Regions from separate parts of the Pan troglodytes genome. Here region 2 is linked to region 1. Evidence: chromatin contacts called from public HiChIP or PLAC-seq data. All regions are on one chromosome and are shown on one strand. Each heading gives the region's core, a stretch centred on a gene start, on an enhancer-like site or on the middle of the called end of the contact. The rest is flanking DNA. Distances are from core to core; before and after follow the strand shown. Region 1 holds the start of KAT5 (lysine acetyltransferase 5). Region 2 holds the start of BANF1 (BAF nuclear assembly factor 1).

Region 1 (6,920 bases), core at 1,231-3,730:
AACATCTTTTTCTTTTCTTTCTTTCTTTATTTTATTTATTTATTTTTTGAGACGGAGTCTCCGTCTGTTGCCCAGGCTGGAGTGCACTGGCACAATCTTGGCTCACTGCAACCTCTGCCTCCTGGGTTCAAGTGATTCTCCCGCCTCAGCCTCCTGAATAGCTGGGACTACAGGCAGATGCCACCACGCCCAGCTAATTTTTGTATTTTTAGTAGAGATGTGGTTTCACTATATTGGCCAGGCTGGTCTCGAACTCCTGACCTTGTGATCTGCCTGCCTTGGCCTCCCAAAGTGCTGGGATTACAGGAGCGAGCCACTGCGCACGGCCTCTTTTTTTCCTTCTGAGACACAGTCTTGTTCTGTTGCCCAGGCTGGAATGCAGTGGCACAATCTTGGCTGACTGTAACCTCTGCCTCCTGGGTTCCAGCGATTCTCTCGCCTCAGCCTCCTGAGTAGCTGGGATTACAGGCGGATGCCACCGTGCCCAGCTAACTTTTATATTTTTAGTAGAGACGGTGTTTTACCATGTTGGCCAGGCTGGTCTTGAACGCCTGACCTCAAGTTGTCCGCCTGCCTCGGTGTCAGAGGTGCATGAACCAGAGCAACTCTATCTTGAATAGGAGCTGGGTAAAATGAGGCCGAGACCTACTGGGCTGCATTCCCAGACGGTTAAGACATTCTAAGTCACAAGATAAGATAGGTCGGTACAAGATACAGGTCATAAAGACCTTGCTGATAAAACAGGTTGCAGTAAGAAAGCCGACTAAAACCCACCAAAACCAAGATGACCACTAGAGTGACCTCTGGTTGTCCTCACTGCTGCACTCCTACCAGTGCCATGGCAACAGCAGGAAGTTACCGTATATGGTCTAAAAAGGGGAGGCATGAATAATCCGCCCCTTGCTTAGCAGATCATCAAGAAATAACCAGAAAAATGGGCAACCAGCATTGAGTTCCTTTACTTTCCTAACAAACTTGCTTTCACTTTATGGCCTCGCCCTCAATTCTTTTTTTTTTTTTTTTTTGAGACGGAGTCTTGTTCTGTTCCCAGGCTGGAGTGCAGTGGCCTGATCTTGGCTCACTGCAACCTCCGCCTCCCGGGTTCTCCTGCCTCAGCTTCCTGAGTAGCTGGGATTACAGGCGCGCACCACCACACCAGCCTAATTTTTGTATTTTTAGTAGAGATGGGGTTTCATCATGTTGGTCAGGCTGGTCTCGAACTCCTGACCTCAGGTTATCCACCTGCCTGGCCTCCCAAAGTGCTGGACTCGCCCTGAATTCTTTATTGCACGAGATCCAAGAACCCTCTCTTGGGGTCTGGATGGGGACCCCTTTCCTGTAACACTGGGATTATAGGCGTAAGCCACCATGTTCAGCCACCTCTGAGGCAGGAAAATAGGGTCTGGAGGCAGGGAACATATAAGGCCGATTCACACTTCAGTTATGACGGGAAATATCCTCTCCTTAGGGAGTACACCCTAAATGACTTTGTAACTTTACTTCATCCTCTTCATTTACATATGGCATATCCCAAATAACCAATGGAATCCTCCAAAGGGTATTTAAACTCCAACAAATTCTGTAACTGGGCCCTTGAGCACCTATGCTCAGCCGGCCCCAACACTGGAGTGTACTTTCATTTTCAATAAATCGTTCATTCCTTCCTTGCTTTGTGCATTTTGGCCAATTCTTTCTTTTTCTTTTTCTTTGAGACACAGTCTTGCTCTGTCTGGAGTGCAGTGGCGCCATCTCGGCTCACTGCAAGCTCTGCCTCCCGGGTTCACGCCACTCTCCTGCCTCTGCCTCCCGAGTAGCTGGGACTACAGGCGTCTGCCACCACGCCCAGCTAATTTTTTGTATTTATTTTTAGTAGAGACAGGGTTTCACCGTGTTGGCCAGGATGGTCTCAATCTCCTGACCTCGTGATCCGCCCGCCTCGGCCTCCCAAAGTGCTGGGATTATAGGCGTGAGCCACCGCGCCCAGCTGTTTTGTCCCATTATTTTAGATGCCAAGAACCTGTACACCCTCCACCGGTGACACCTTCACAGTTTTGAGGAGTATTCATGGGGTATTTTGTAAAATGTTTCTCAATTGGGATTTGTCTGATGTTTTTCTCATGATTAGACTGGAGGCAGCTGGGATTACAGGTGTGAGCCACCATGCCCAGTCTCCAAACCCTGTTTACACAAAAATTTAAAAAAATTAGCCAGGCTTGGTGGTGCGCGCCTGTAGTCCCAGCTACTGGAGAGCCTGAGGTGGATCACTTGATCCCGGGAGGGGGAGGCTGCAGTGAGCGGAGACTGTGCCTCGCTGGCTGCACTCCAGCCCGGGCGAGAGAGCCAGACCTTGTCTCAAAAAAAAAAAAAAAAAAAAAAAAAAAAAAAAAAAAAAGCCTAATATGGCTGAGGGCGGTGGCTCACGCCTGTAATCCCAGTACTTTGTGAGGCCGAGGCGGGCGGATCACGAGGTCAAGAGCTCTAGACCATCCTGGCCAACATGGTGAAACCCCGCCTGTACTAAAAATACAAAAATTAGTTGGGTACTCGGGAGGCTGAGGCAGGAGAATCGCTTGAACCCGGGAGGCGGGGGTTACAGGGAGCTGAGATCGCGCCACTGCACTCCAGCCTGGCGACAGAGCGAGACTCCGTCTCAAAAATAAATATATACAAATTAAAAAAGCCTAATATACAAAATAAAGCTAGGAATCTTCCCTGAGTCCTCTTGCCTACGGAATGAAGTCCACAGACTTGGGGGAGCGTTCGAGCCCTTCTAAGCCCACTTCCTTTCTCCAGCCTCTCACGCCCAGTTGACTCCCGGCAACACCTCCCACCGCCACAAGGAGACGCCCGAGGACTTCCCTCCGTCAAAGCCAAAAACGGTATTGCCACGTGACCCGCTCCGCATACACGTGACCAGCTTCGCACCCGGTGGGCGTCACGTGACGGACTCAGTAGACCGCCACTGGCTGTGCACTTTATGGGGTTTCCACCTAGGGCTCGGCCTGAGGCTTGTAACACTCCGTTTTCCCCCGAGTCACAGGGGCAGTCTTGCCCCTCGCAGCTGGGTCGCGGTGTCTCTCAAAGGTCCCCCTCTACAGGGGCTTCGTGAAGCCCGGGCCCACAGGGCGCTCGGTCCCGGAAGTGACGTCTCCCAGAGGGGCCGGAAGTGGCAGTGGAGGGAGGGAAGATGGCGGAGGTGGTGAGTCCGGTGCCCGGGGCGGGGCGGAGGGAGCCAGGGGAGGTGGGTAGAGCCCGAGGCCCCCCAGTAGCCGACCTTGGCGTCGCGCTGTCTCCCCAGGGGGAGATAATCGAGGGCTGCCGCCTACCCGTGCTGCGGCGGAACCAGGACAACGAAGATGAGTGGCGTGAGTGACGTTGGGGGGCGGGACTAAGGAACCTGAGGGCGAGGGGCGGAAGGGAGTCAACTGAAATCCCGGGATGGGGAGGGGCCTCTGGAATTATGGGGCGGGCGAGGCGCAGATAGTTTGATGAAGGGGCGTGGCTCTTAGCTGCTCCGAGAGGTACAGGGCGGGGCCTGGAAAGGGGTGGCACTTGTGACTGAAGGCGGCTTAGGAGAGACCTAAGTGCTGGAGCTTAGGGATCCGGCCTGGGGGTGGAGTTCAGGTCGTGGAAGGGTGGAGTCTCATAGCCTGGCCTGTCTAAGGCCCCTGTCTATGCTATTCTCATAGCCCTGGCCGAGATCCTGAGCGTGAAGGACATCAGTGGCCGGAAGCTTTTCTACGTCCATTACATTGACTGTGAGTTCTGGGCCTGAGGTGGGGCATCAGGGTAGGGTTGGGGGACAGTCTTTGGCATTCTGTCCTGAGCCATCCCCACTGCTACAGTCAACAAACGTCTGGATGAATGGGTGACGCACGAGCGGCTGGACCTAAAGAAGATCCAGTTCCCCAAGAAAGAGGCCAAGACCCCCACCAAGAACGGACTTCCTGGGTCCCGTCCCGGCTCTCCAGAGAGAGAGGTGGTGAGTAGGTCCCCCACTTCACCTTTTCTCTCCTGCCTCCTATTTCTCTTGTCTGTTGGCATTAGGGGCTCCTGGATGGGCAGGAGGCGGCTCCCTCTCACCCTGACTTCATCTTGCAAAGGATGGGGGCCAAATTGCACATGTAGCTCCCAGAGTCCAGTAGCTAGTCCTGTGTCCTTCAGAAGGCGAGGGTGGGGTTTGATAATTTTGAGGTGAGGGACCCCTCTTCCCCTTCCCCATCCCACTGCCATCCCCGCCCCAGAGGAAGACCCTGGACCTATCTCTACAGCCGGCCTCGGCGCAGGCCAGCGGGAAGACCTTGCCAATCCCGGTCCAGATCACACTCCGCTTCAACCTGCCCAAGGAGCGGGAGGCCATTCCCGGTGGCGAGCCTGACCAGCCGCTCTCCTCCAGCTCCTGCCTGCAGCCCAACCACCGCTCAACGGTACCCTCAGCAATTCCAGGGACCTTGCTTTCTTCTCAGGTCCCACCTTCTCTACCTTCTGACCCACCTTTGTTGGTTTCTCTCTGCAGAAACGGAAGGTGGAGGTGGTTTCACCAGCAACTCCAGTGCCCAGCGAGACAGCCCCGGCCTCGGTTTTTCCCCAGGTGAGTTCCCCAAACCATCTCTTGTTCCCTTCCTCTCTTCTACTCTCTGGTGGCTTCTTTCAGGCTCATTTCACAGCCATCCCTTCTTTTCCTACTATCTCGGCAGAATGGAGCAGCCCGTAGGGCAGTGGCAGCCCAGCCAGGACGGAAGCGAAAATCGAATTGTTTGGGCACTGATGAGGTGGGTCTGGGTAGCAGCAGAAGGGAACTGGGTGAAAAGGAAGGGATGCAGGCAGGGTGGAGAGTTATTTAGTGATGAGTTTAAAAATAAAGAAGGGGTGGTGGGCAGAGCTAGTGTTGGTGGGATTAGGAGACAGGCAGAACATGGTTCAAATGAGTCATTGGGGCCGGGCGCCATGGCTCATACCTGTAATCCCAGCACTTTGGGAGTCCAACCAAGGCCGGCGGATCACCTGAGGTCAGGAGTTTGAGACCAGCCTGGCCAACATGGTGAAACCTTGTTTCTACTAGAAATACAAAAATTAGCCAGGCGTGGTGGCGGGTGCCTGTAATCCCAGCTCGGAAAGCTGAGGCAGGAGAACTGCTTGAACCCCGGAGGTGGAGGTTGCAGTGAGCCAAGATCGCGCCACTGCCCTCCAGCCTGGGCGACAGACTGAGACTCCATCTAAAAAATGGGGTCATTGGGTGATCTTTTCCACATCATCGATCCTTTAGGGTTTCAGGATTTTTATCTGGAAATTGGGGATCATGGTACCTCCCCCTTAGGGTTACTGTTAGGCTTGAAGGAAACCTGTCAAAGGGCTGTGAGCTGTGGTGTCTTGCTGAGCTGTCTCTTACAACCTGGTATTTTCCACTGGCCCTGGGCAGGACTCCCAGGACAGCTCTGATGGAATACCGTCAGCACCACGCATGACTGGCAGCCTGGTGTCTGATCGAAGCCACGACGACATCGTCACCCGGATGAAGAACATTGAGTGCATTGAGCTGGGCCGGCACCGCCTCAAGCCGTGGTACTTCTCCCCGTACCCACAGGAACTCACCACATTGCCTGTCCTCTACCTGTGCGAGTTCTGCCTCAAGTACGGCCGTAGTCTCAAGTGTCTTCAGCGTCATTTGGTATGAGGGGTCCAGGGAGGCTGCCTTCCCAGCACCCTCCACGTTGCCCTTGTTCCTGATCCTCCTCTCTTCCCCAGACCAAGTGTGACCTACGACATCCTCCAGGCAATGAGATTTACCGCAAGGGCACCATTTCCTTCTTTGAGATTGATGGACGTAAGAACAAGGTTAGTGCTTGAGAGGCAGTGAGGCGCTGGGGTGAATCAAATGACAGCTTCTTCTTGCTCAGGTAAACACTGACCAGTCAAGCCAGCAGATCAGTCCAGCCCATTTTTATTGAGTTCCTGCTGTCTGGCAGGTGCTGGTAGCCAGGAATGAGACAGTCTCTGTTCTCTGACAGCTTAGTCCATGGGAGAGACAGTCATACCAATGACCTCTAGCTCCCAGTGTCCTAAGTGTCATGAAACAGTGGGTAGGTTAGCAGGACCCAAAGGAGGTGGTCAGCAGAGCTTCATAGAGGGTTACCTTTCAACCTCGGTGGATGACAAAGTGGCTGAGGGGATTTCTTGCAGTGGTGTTCTGAGGAGTAGGCATGGATGCACAAAGGTGGTCTTTGTGAAAGGCAGAGATCATTCTGGCTGGGAGGCAGAAAAGGGAGGATGAGGGAAGGCTCGTACACGGGACAGAGCTTAGGTGATGAAGATGCTGTGTTAACCACTATTCTGTAATTATTAATGTGGACCTGGGCATCCAAGTGGCAGTACCCAGCAGCAGGCGGTTAAAAAGCAATTCCTGGGCTGGGCACGGTGGCTCACACCTGTAATCCCAGCACTTTGGGAGGCTGAGGCGGGCGGATCACAAGGTCAGGAGATCGAGACCATCCTGGCTAACACGGTGAAACCCTGTCTCTACTAAAAAGTACAAAAAATTAGCTGGGCGTGGTGGCGGGTGCCTGTAGTCCCAGCTACTCGGGAGGCTGAGGCAGGAGAATGGCGTGAACCCAGGAGGCAGAGTTTGCAGTGAGCCGAGATTGCACCACTGCATTCCAGCCTGGGAGACAGCAAGACTTCGTGTAAAAAAAAATAATAAAATAAAAAGCAATTTCTGGCTGGGCACAGTGGCTCATACCTGTAACCCCAGCACTTTGGGAGGCCAAGGTGGGCCAATCACTTGAGCCCAGAATTTCGAGACCAGCCTGGGCAACATGGAGAAACCCCCAGGTACTCGGGAGGCTGAGTTGGGAGAATCACCTGAGCCTGGGAAGTCAAGGCTGCAGTGACCCATGATTGCATGATTGCATCACTGCACTCCA
Region 2 (6,920 bases), core at 1,723-4,222, 290 kb after region 1:
AGATGAGCCAAAGTCAGAAAGGACAAATAAATTTCTCACAAAAGAGCTGCTTCCAGCTGTGTCTGCCTGGGATGCCATGACCTTCCCTCCCCTAATTCCCAAGCTAGGAAGGCAATGCCTCCAGAAGCCAGACAGCCAATGATCAAGGGGACCACCTACCAAAACCCCTCCTTCTGCAGAGAGCGCACGTGGTCCTTGCAGAGCACAAACGAGATTTCAGCCTTCACCTTTTCTCCCTCTTCAATGGGGTCAACAATGAGAAAGTCCCCTGTAGGTAAGAAGAGAAAAGGCAAAGTCAGGCCTGCTTGCAATAAGGAAAGCCAAAGCCATAGGAAGTGGTTCTATCTCCTAGAGAGGGCTGCCTCTCTCACCTCTCTCTCTTTTTTCTTTTTTTTGAGACAGGGTCTTGCTCTGTTGCCCAGGCTGGCAAGCAATAGCATGATCATAGCTGACTGCAGCCTCCACCTCCCAGGCTCAAGTGATTCTCAGGCCTCAGCCTCCTGAGTAGCTGGGATCACAGGCACGTGCCCAACTAATTTTTTTCTTTTTGTAGAGACAAGGTCTCATTATGCTGCCCAGGCTGGTCTCAAGCGATCCTCCCATCTCAGCCTCTCAAAGTGCCGGGATTACAGGAGTAATCCTCTCACCTCTCTTGATCCAGATGTTCTTGCGGTATTTGGAGGGCATGCTCACCAGGAAGCGCTGCCCTTGGGCTGTCTCCACCTCATGCAGATTGTTCCCTGGGGTCCTGAGTACCTGGTTCAGGAGAGACCAAGAATCAGTCTCATCAGTCAGATCAAACACCCTCTCAGACACGCTGCACCCTACCCCCACCCCAGGGGCCCTCCAGGGCTGCAGGGGTGGGGAGCAGAACAGCTTGTGCCCCAAGCCACTCACCCTGACAATCTGCTGCTGGTCGGAGGGCACTATGTGCTCCCCTAGCACCTCCTTCACCACATGCTTCCTCTTGGTGGCCTGAGACATGCTGAAGTTGTCCCACGCTGGTTAGGAACGAAGACACTGTCAACTCCTCCTCCTGAGTTCCTTGGATGGCAGGCTCAGAACCCAGGACTGTTCTGAAGATGGGGAGGGGCCTTTTACTGAGGGGTGACACGGTGTCTTGGTTAAGAACATGGGTTCTGAAGTCTAACTGCCTGGATTCAAATCCTACCTTGGTTTATTTCCTAACTATTCAACTTCTCTAGGTCCCAGAGAAATAACAGCTAACTCAGCACTGTTACAGTATGGTATGAGGCCACCACTTCTCCTGTTGGCCTTCTTCGTTTCTCCCCAACCTCCCCTTTTCCCTAGTTTATAAGACAGGAGAAAAGGGAGAAAGCAAAAAGTTGGAAAGAAACAGAAGTAAGATAAATAGCTAGATGACCTTGGCACCACCACCTGGCCCTGGTGGCTAAAATAATAATAATCTTATTAACCCCTGACCAAAACTACTGGTGTTATCTGTAAATTCTAGACATTGTATAAGAAAGCACTGTAAAACTTTTTGTTCTGTTAGCTGATGTATGTAGCCCCCAGTCACGTTTCTCACGCTTACTTGATCTATTATGACTTTTTCACGTAGACCCCGTAGAGTTGTAAGCCCTTAAAAGGGCTAGGAATTTCTTTTTCGGGGAGCTTGGCTCTTAAGACACGAGTCTGCCGACGCTCCCGGCCGAATAAAAAAACCTCTTCCTTCTTTAATCTGGTGTCTGAGGGGTTTTGTCTGCGACTCGTCCTGCTACAACAGAATGGGACAATACAATGCATGTCATGTAAAAGTAACTCCGGCCGGGCGCGGTGGCTCACGCCTGTAATCCCAGCACTTTGGGAGGCCGAGGTGGGCGGATCACGATGTCAGGAGATCGAGACCATCCTGGCTAATACGGTGAAACCCCCTCTCTACAAAAATACAAAAAATTAGCCGGGCGTGATGACGAGCGCCTGTAGTCCCAGCTACTCGGGAGGCTGAGGCAGGAGAATGGCGTGAACCCGGGAGGCGGAGCTTGCAGTGAGCCGAGATCGCGCCACTGCACTCCAGCCTGGGCGACAGAGCAAGACTCCGTCTCAAAAAAAAAAAAAAAAAAAAAAAAGTAACTCCTATAATCTTAAGTACTGGTGTAATATAAAACTATACGCATGCTCCAGAGAAGTCATCCTGGCAACCTCTCTGGAAGGAGTTTGAAATAAACCGTATCTTTCTCAACACGCTTGTACACCCCAAGTCTAGCATAGTCACACAACAGAGAAGTTCAGTCTGGCAACACACTACAGCCGGAGACAAATTAGGTGGCCACCGTGATGGTCCAAGCCAGGAACTAGTTAATTAAAGGTTGAGGTGAGCAGGCTTGTCTGCGACATTTGCATATTTCTGACTTGCGTACTTAGAAGACGAAGGCCAGTACCCTTAAGACTGATGGTTTCCGAAGGAAACACTGTCATCTCTAGTTGCTGTCCTCCTTCCTCCTCCCTGTCTATCCCGGAGAAAAGACCCTCAGAGAAACACCCACACTTAGTCTCTGGCCCTCGGCTCCCAGGAACGCTGCCGGAGCAACCCCGCCGTCTAGGCTGGACGCTGAGAGAGGATCGTCCACGACTCACTTCAAGGCTGAACCAAGAAAACACAGTAAAGGAACTTGCCGGCGGCCGCGACGGTAGCGTCAGCTAGAAATCAGGTCTCCAGTGTTCCCAGTTCCCACCAGTCCAACTGCGAGGAGTGCGACGTGAGTCTGAGTCTGATCCCTCCGAAAACCGTACTTCCGGCGCTGTCTCGGAGGCCTCCGGTCCCCTCCCTTGTCCGTCTTCTAACTCTTCCCCACGCCAGGTCCGTCAAGCCTAAGTCCTTGAGTTCCGGGTCCGGGCAGCAGAGAAAGGAAGTCCTCTCCCTGGAGGCCTATCTCCCTCAGAACTGCGCGAGAAGCGAGACCTTAGAAGGCAGGGCTTCCCGCGAAGGACCGGAAAGCAGCGCCTACTAAGGACGCCGTCGAGGTCCGGGGCGCCTCAACTCTATAGCTCTAACTGGCTAGAAGTGCCCAACGTGGAAGGTTTCTTTTTTAAAGGCGGCTCTTGAAGCGACCCGGAAACGGAAGTGGAAGAAAGTTCTAGTGGCTTGAGGTATCCGCAGGAGCGGCCGGGTGGCGGGAGGAACCGTTACGGGAACTGAAGTTGCGGGTGAGCGCCAGCCGCGGAGCAGGGCCCTGACTGGAGGCCAGAGGGGTTGCGGGGAGAAGGGGAGGAGAGGGGTCGCAGGCGCTGTGGCGGGCCCTGGGGGAGAGCTTGGCCGCGCTGCGGGGAGGGGGCGGGGTGCGGCGCGTGGGAGCCGGGCCGCGGGAAGGGGCGGGCCGCAGCGGCGCTCGGTGGGGGCGGAGCTGGGGCGCGGCGTGAACCCCGCGGGCGGGGAGCGGGTGTGCGCAGCGCTAGGTGTGCGCTTCGCCCTGTAGGTAGAGAGACCCTTTGGTTAGCTTTCCACGCCAAGTGGCCGTTCCAGGCAGTCAGTGTCGTCTTGGTTCAGCCAAGGTCACAGAGGGAGTGACAGCTTCCGCGCAGCCCTGGCTACGGACTCTGGGAATCTTTCCACTGCCCCGCTTGCGCCACCTGTTAGGCAGGATCGTTTTTCCTCTGGGGCAAGATCAAAATCCAGGTCCTGCAGGAAGAAACTCCTCTTAAAAATAGTAGGGAAGAGTCTCCCTGGAACTGGTTTCTCCTTTCAGGATGAGGGGGATCGAGCAAGCCACGGTAGCCCCTGGCTTGGCTTCCTCTTACTATGAGATTGCTCGTGGGCCCTTAGGAGTTCCAGGTCTTCAGCCCTAATCTGCCTTTTTTTTGGGATTCCTAGATTAAGCCTGATCAAGATGACAACCTCCCAAAAGCACCGAGACTTCGTGGCAGAGCCCATGGGGGAGAAGCCAGTGGGGAGCCTGGCTGGGATTGGTGAAGTCCTGGGCAAGAAGCTGGAGGAAAGGGGTTTTGACAAGGTGTGGGGTGGCTGCGTGTACCTAGTGCAAGCGGGGGGTGGAAGGGAAGTGATTCCATCTGCTGGGGGATGGACAGTAAGGTATAATCTGAAGAGGCTGCCAGAGCCTGGGCACCTGGTGGAGAGGAGAGGGGGGCAAAACCTGCGCTGCTTCCTGGGCTTGTGTGCTCTGAATGGCACAGGAATGGCTGTCTTGCTCTTATCTCTCACTGAGCACTGAGCAGCACGCCCCTTCCTTTTCCCTGTTTTGCAGGCCTATGTTGTCCTTGGCCAGTTTCTGGTGCTAAAGAAAGATGAAGACCTCTTCCGGGAATGGCTGAAAGACACTTGTGGCGCCAACGCCAAGCAGTCCCGGGACTGCTTCGGATGCCTTCGAGAGTGGTGCGACGCCTTCTTGTGATGCTCTCTGGGAAGCTCCTAATCCCCAGCCCTCATCCAGAGTTTGCAGCCGAGTAGGGACTCCTCCCCTGTCCTCTACGAAGGAAAAGATTGCTATTGTCGTACTCACCTCCGACGTACTCCGGGGTTTTTTGGGAGTTTTCTCCCCTAACCATTTCAACTTTTTTTTGGATTCTTGCTCTTGCATGCCTCCCCCGTCCTTTTTCCCTTGCCAGTTCCCTGGTGACAGTTACCAGCTTTCCTGAATGGATTCCCGGCCCCATCCCTCACCCCCACCCTCACTTTCAATCCGTTTGATACCATTTGGCTCCTTTTTTGGCAGAACAGTCACTGTCCTTGTAAAGTTTTTTAGATCAATAAAGTCAGTGGCTTTCATGACTGGGCTTTGTGCACTGAAAAGCAAGTGGGCTGGGAGTTGCCTCTCCTCCAGGGACTGACCATGTTTCCCTCACTCCTTATCAGTAGAGACCGAAACTGGCAGCTTCCCTTCCACTCCCAGAGGGCAGCCACCCTAGCCATGTAGGCCTCAGGCAGGTGACTTGTGTCTCAATCCCTGAGTGATGTGGGAGAGGGTGTGGGTGGATCTTTTCCTGGGAGCCAGATGGACTGTGCTCCAGATGTCAGTTAAGTCAACAGCTGGGCTAGGCAGCACCTGGTGGAAAAGTCAGTGGGAGTCAGAGGTACCAGACAGGGTGGGCCGGATGTGGGTGACAGTTGACCTGCCAGTCATCATATCATCTGCTCTCCCGGCCTCTGTAAGGGTGGGCAGGGTGCTTGCCATCTTCCATGATCTCTTAGGGAGGAGAAGGAGCACAGGCATCACAGCTGGAAGGATGTGAGGGGAGTACACCTCAGTACATTTTAGTCCTGTTCTTTTTGTTTACTTTTTAACTTAATAGGGACAGGGCCCTGCTCTGTTGCCCAGGCTGGCCTTAAGCGATCCTTAAGCCTCCCAAAGCGCTGTGACTATAGGTGTGAGCCACCATACCCGGCCAGCCCTATTATTTCTTGAACACTTAGTATGAACCAGGCTTGAAGCTAAAATCTTCGCAAACATTTTTTTCTTTCACAATAATAAATATTTTCTCCTTTACAGGTGAGGAAATTTGAGGCTCAAGAGAGGCTAATTTGCCCATGGACTTGCTCCTGGGAAGTAGCCAGACTGGAACTCAAACTAGCTTGGAAACCCACGGACCCGGCCATGTGTTCCTTGGTCGTGGCTTAGCCTCTCTGAGCCTCAGTTTCTCCACTTGGAAAATGAGGTGGTTGTAGGGAAAGGATATTTGCAGCAGTATAAACAACAAAGGACTATTTCCATAGCACATACAGAATTGCAATCAAGAAAAAAGCGGACTGGCTGGGCGCAATGGCTCACGTTTGTAATCCCAGCACTTTCAGAGGCCGAGGTGGGTGGATCACCTGAGGTCAGGAGTTCAAGACCAGCCTGGCCAACATGGTGAGACCCCATCTCTACCAAAAATACAAAAATTAGCCGGGTGTGGTGGTGCACGCCTGTAATCCCAGCTACCCAGGAGTCTAAGGCAGGAGAATCGAACTTGGGAGGCAGAGGTTGCAGTGAGCCGAGATCACGGCCATTGCACTCCAGCCAGGGTGACCAGAATGAAATTTTGTCTCAAAAAAAAAAAAAAAACAAAAAAACAAAAATGGGTAAAAGACCTAAGACAGCCACAGAAGAGGGTTCCCTCCCAGTAAATAAGCACAGGAAAGGTGCTCCATATTGCTAGTAATAAGACATCACATGCCATTAACACCCACCTGACTGGCAAACACTTTTAAGTTGGACAATACCAAGTATTGATGAGATAATGAAGCAACAGGAACTGATACCTAGCTGGTGGGAGTATAAATTGGTCTAAACAATTTGGGAAGACAGTTGGGTGTTATTTAGTAAAACTGACACGCCCTGTGACCAAGTAGTTCCACTCTCGGGACTGTGCCTTGAAGAAAGTCCTGAACACCTGCAGCAGGACCTAGATGAGTTTGCAGCTGCATTGTTGGGAGCAACGCTAGCGGCTGTCAATACTAGAGTAGATAAATAGGCACTCATGCCACCGGACACTGGACGGAGGTAAAAATGAACAAATGATAGTTGTGTACAACACGAATCTCAATAGCGAATGAAGACAAACAAATTCTTAGGAATTTCTACATAGATGGTAAAACTAGAAGGAAAACAAAGGAAATGATTATGGTAAATAGTAAAGGAAAAAGTCTACAGGGATTATCTTTGGGGGAGGGTGTGGAAGGGCTTAAGGGTAGGCTTGGCCTACCCTGACCTGTGTTTCTGACCTATGGGGTAGTGGTACAGGCATTGACCAAAAGTGTATGTTCTGCGCCCTTTTCAGTGTATTCGCTACATCTCAACAATAGATAACAGGAAAACCAAAAATAAAGACCTGAGGCTGGAACGATTGCGCGAAAGGTCAGAAACTAAATTGTTATTTGTAGGGATGAGAGTTCTGTGCAAGGCTGGGACTGGGAAGTGCGAGTGGCCCAGCTTGAAAGGGACACCAGGTGACTGCAGCAGGGC

Evidence for each region. HiChIP or PLAC-seq counts read pairs in DNA pulled down with a chosen protein or histone mark.
Region 2: a contact with region 1 is called in an H3K4me3 HiChIP or PLAC-seq map of stem cell-derived excitatory neurons, with 5 times the contacts expected there. The contact joins the promoter of BANF1 here to the promoter of KAT5 in region 1. A contact is called at or near these places in 1 of 7 Hi-C or Micro-C datasets (stem cell-derived neural progenitor cells) and 1 of 1 datasets of contacts at active chromatin or transcription factors (stem cell-derived excitatory neurons).

The regions. Positions count from the first base shown.
Region 1 is chr9:68,035,636-68,042,555 of NHGRI_mPanTro3-v2.0_pri, forward strand. It overlaps KAT5 (lysine acetyltransferase 5), which reads left to right and starts at 2,481. Exons shown (of 13, transcript XM_001170139.7): 1 at 2,481-3,199; 2 at 3,299-3,365; 3 at 3,690-3,758; 4 at 3,846-3,982; 5 at 4,517-4,591; 6 at 4,698-4,772; 7 at 5,420-5,668; 8 at 5,746-5,835. The coding sequence starts at 3,188.
Region 2 is chr9:68,329,472-68,336,391 of NHGRI_mPanTro3-v2.0_pri, forward strand. It overlaps BANF1 (BAF nuclear assembly factor 1), which reads left to right and starts at 2,973. Exons shown (of 3, transcript XM_016921282.3): 1 at 2,973-3,111; 2 at 3,833-3,971; 3 at 4,224-4,744. The coding sequence starts at 3,849. The coding sequence ends at 4,370. It overlaps EIF1AD (eukaryotic translation initiation factor 1A domain containing), which reads right to left and starts at 2,760. Exons shown (of 8, transcript XR_010147257.1): 1 at 2,638-2,760; 2 at 898-1,076; 3 at 648-756; 4 at 160-268.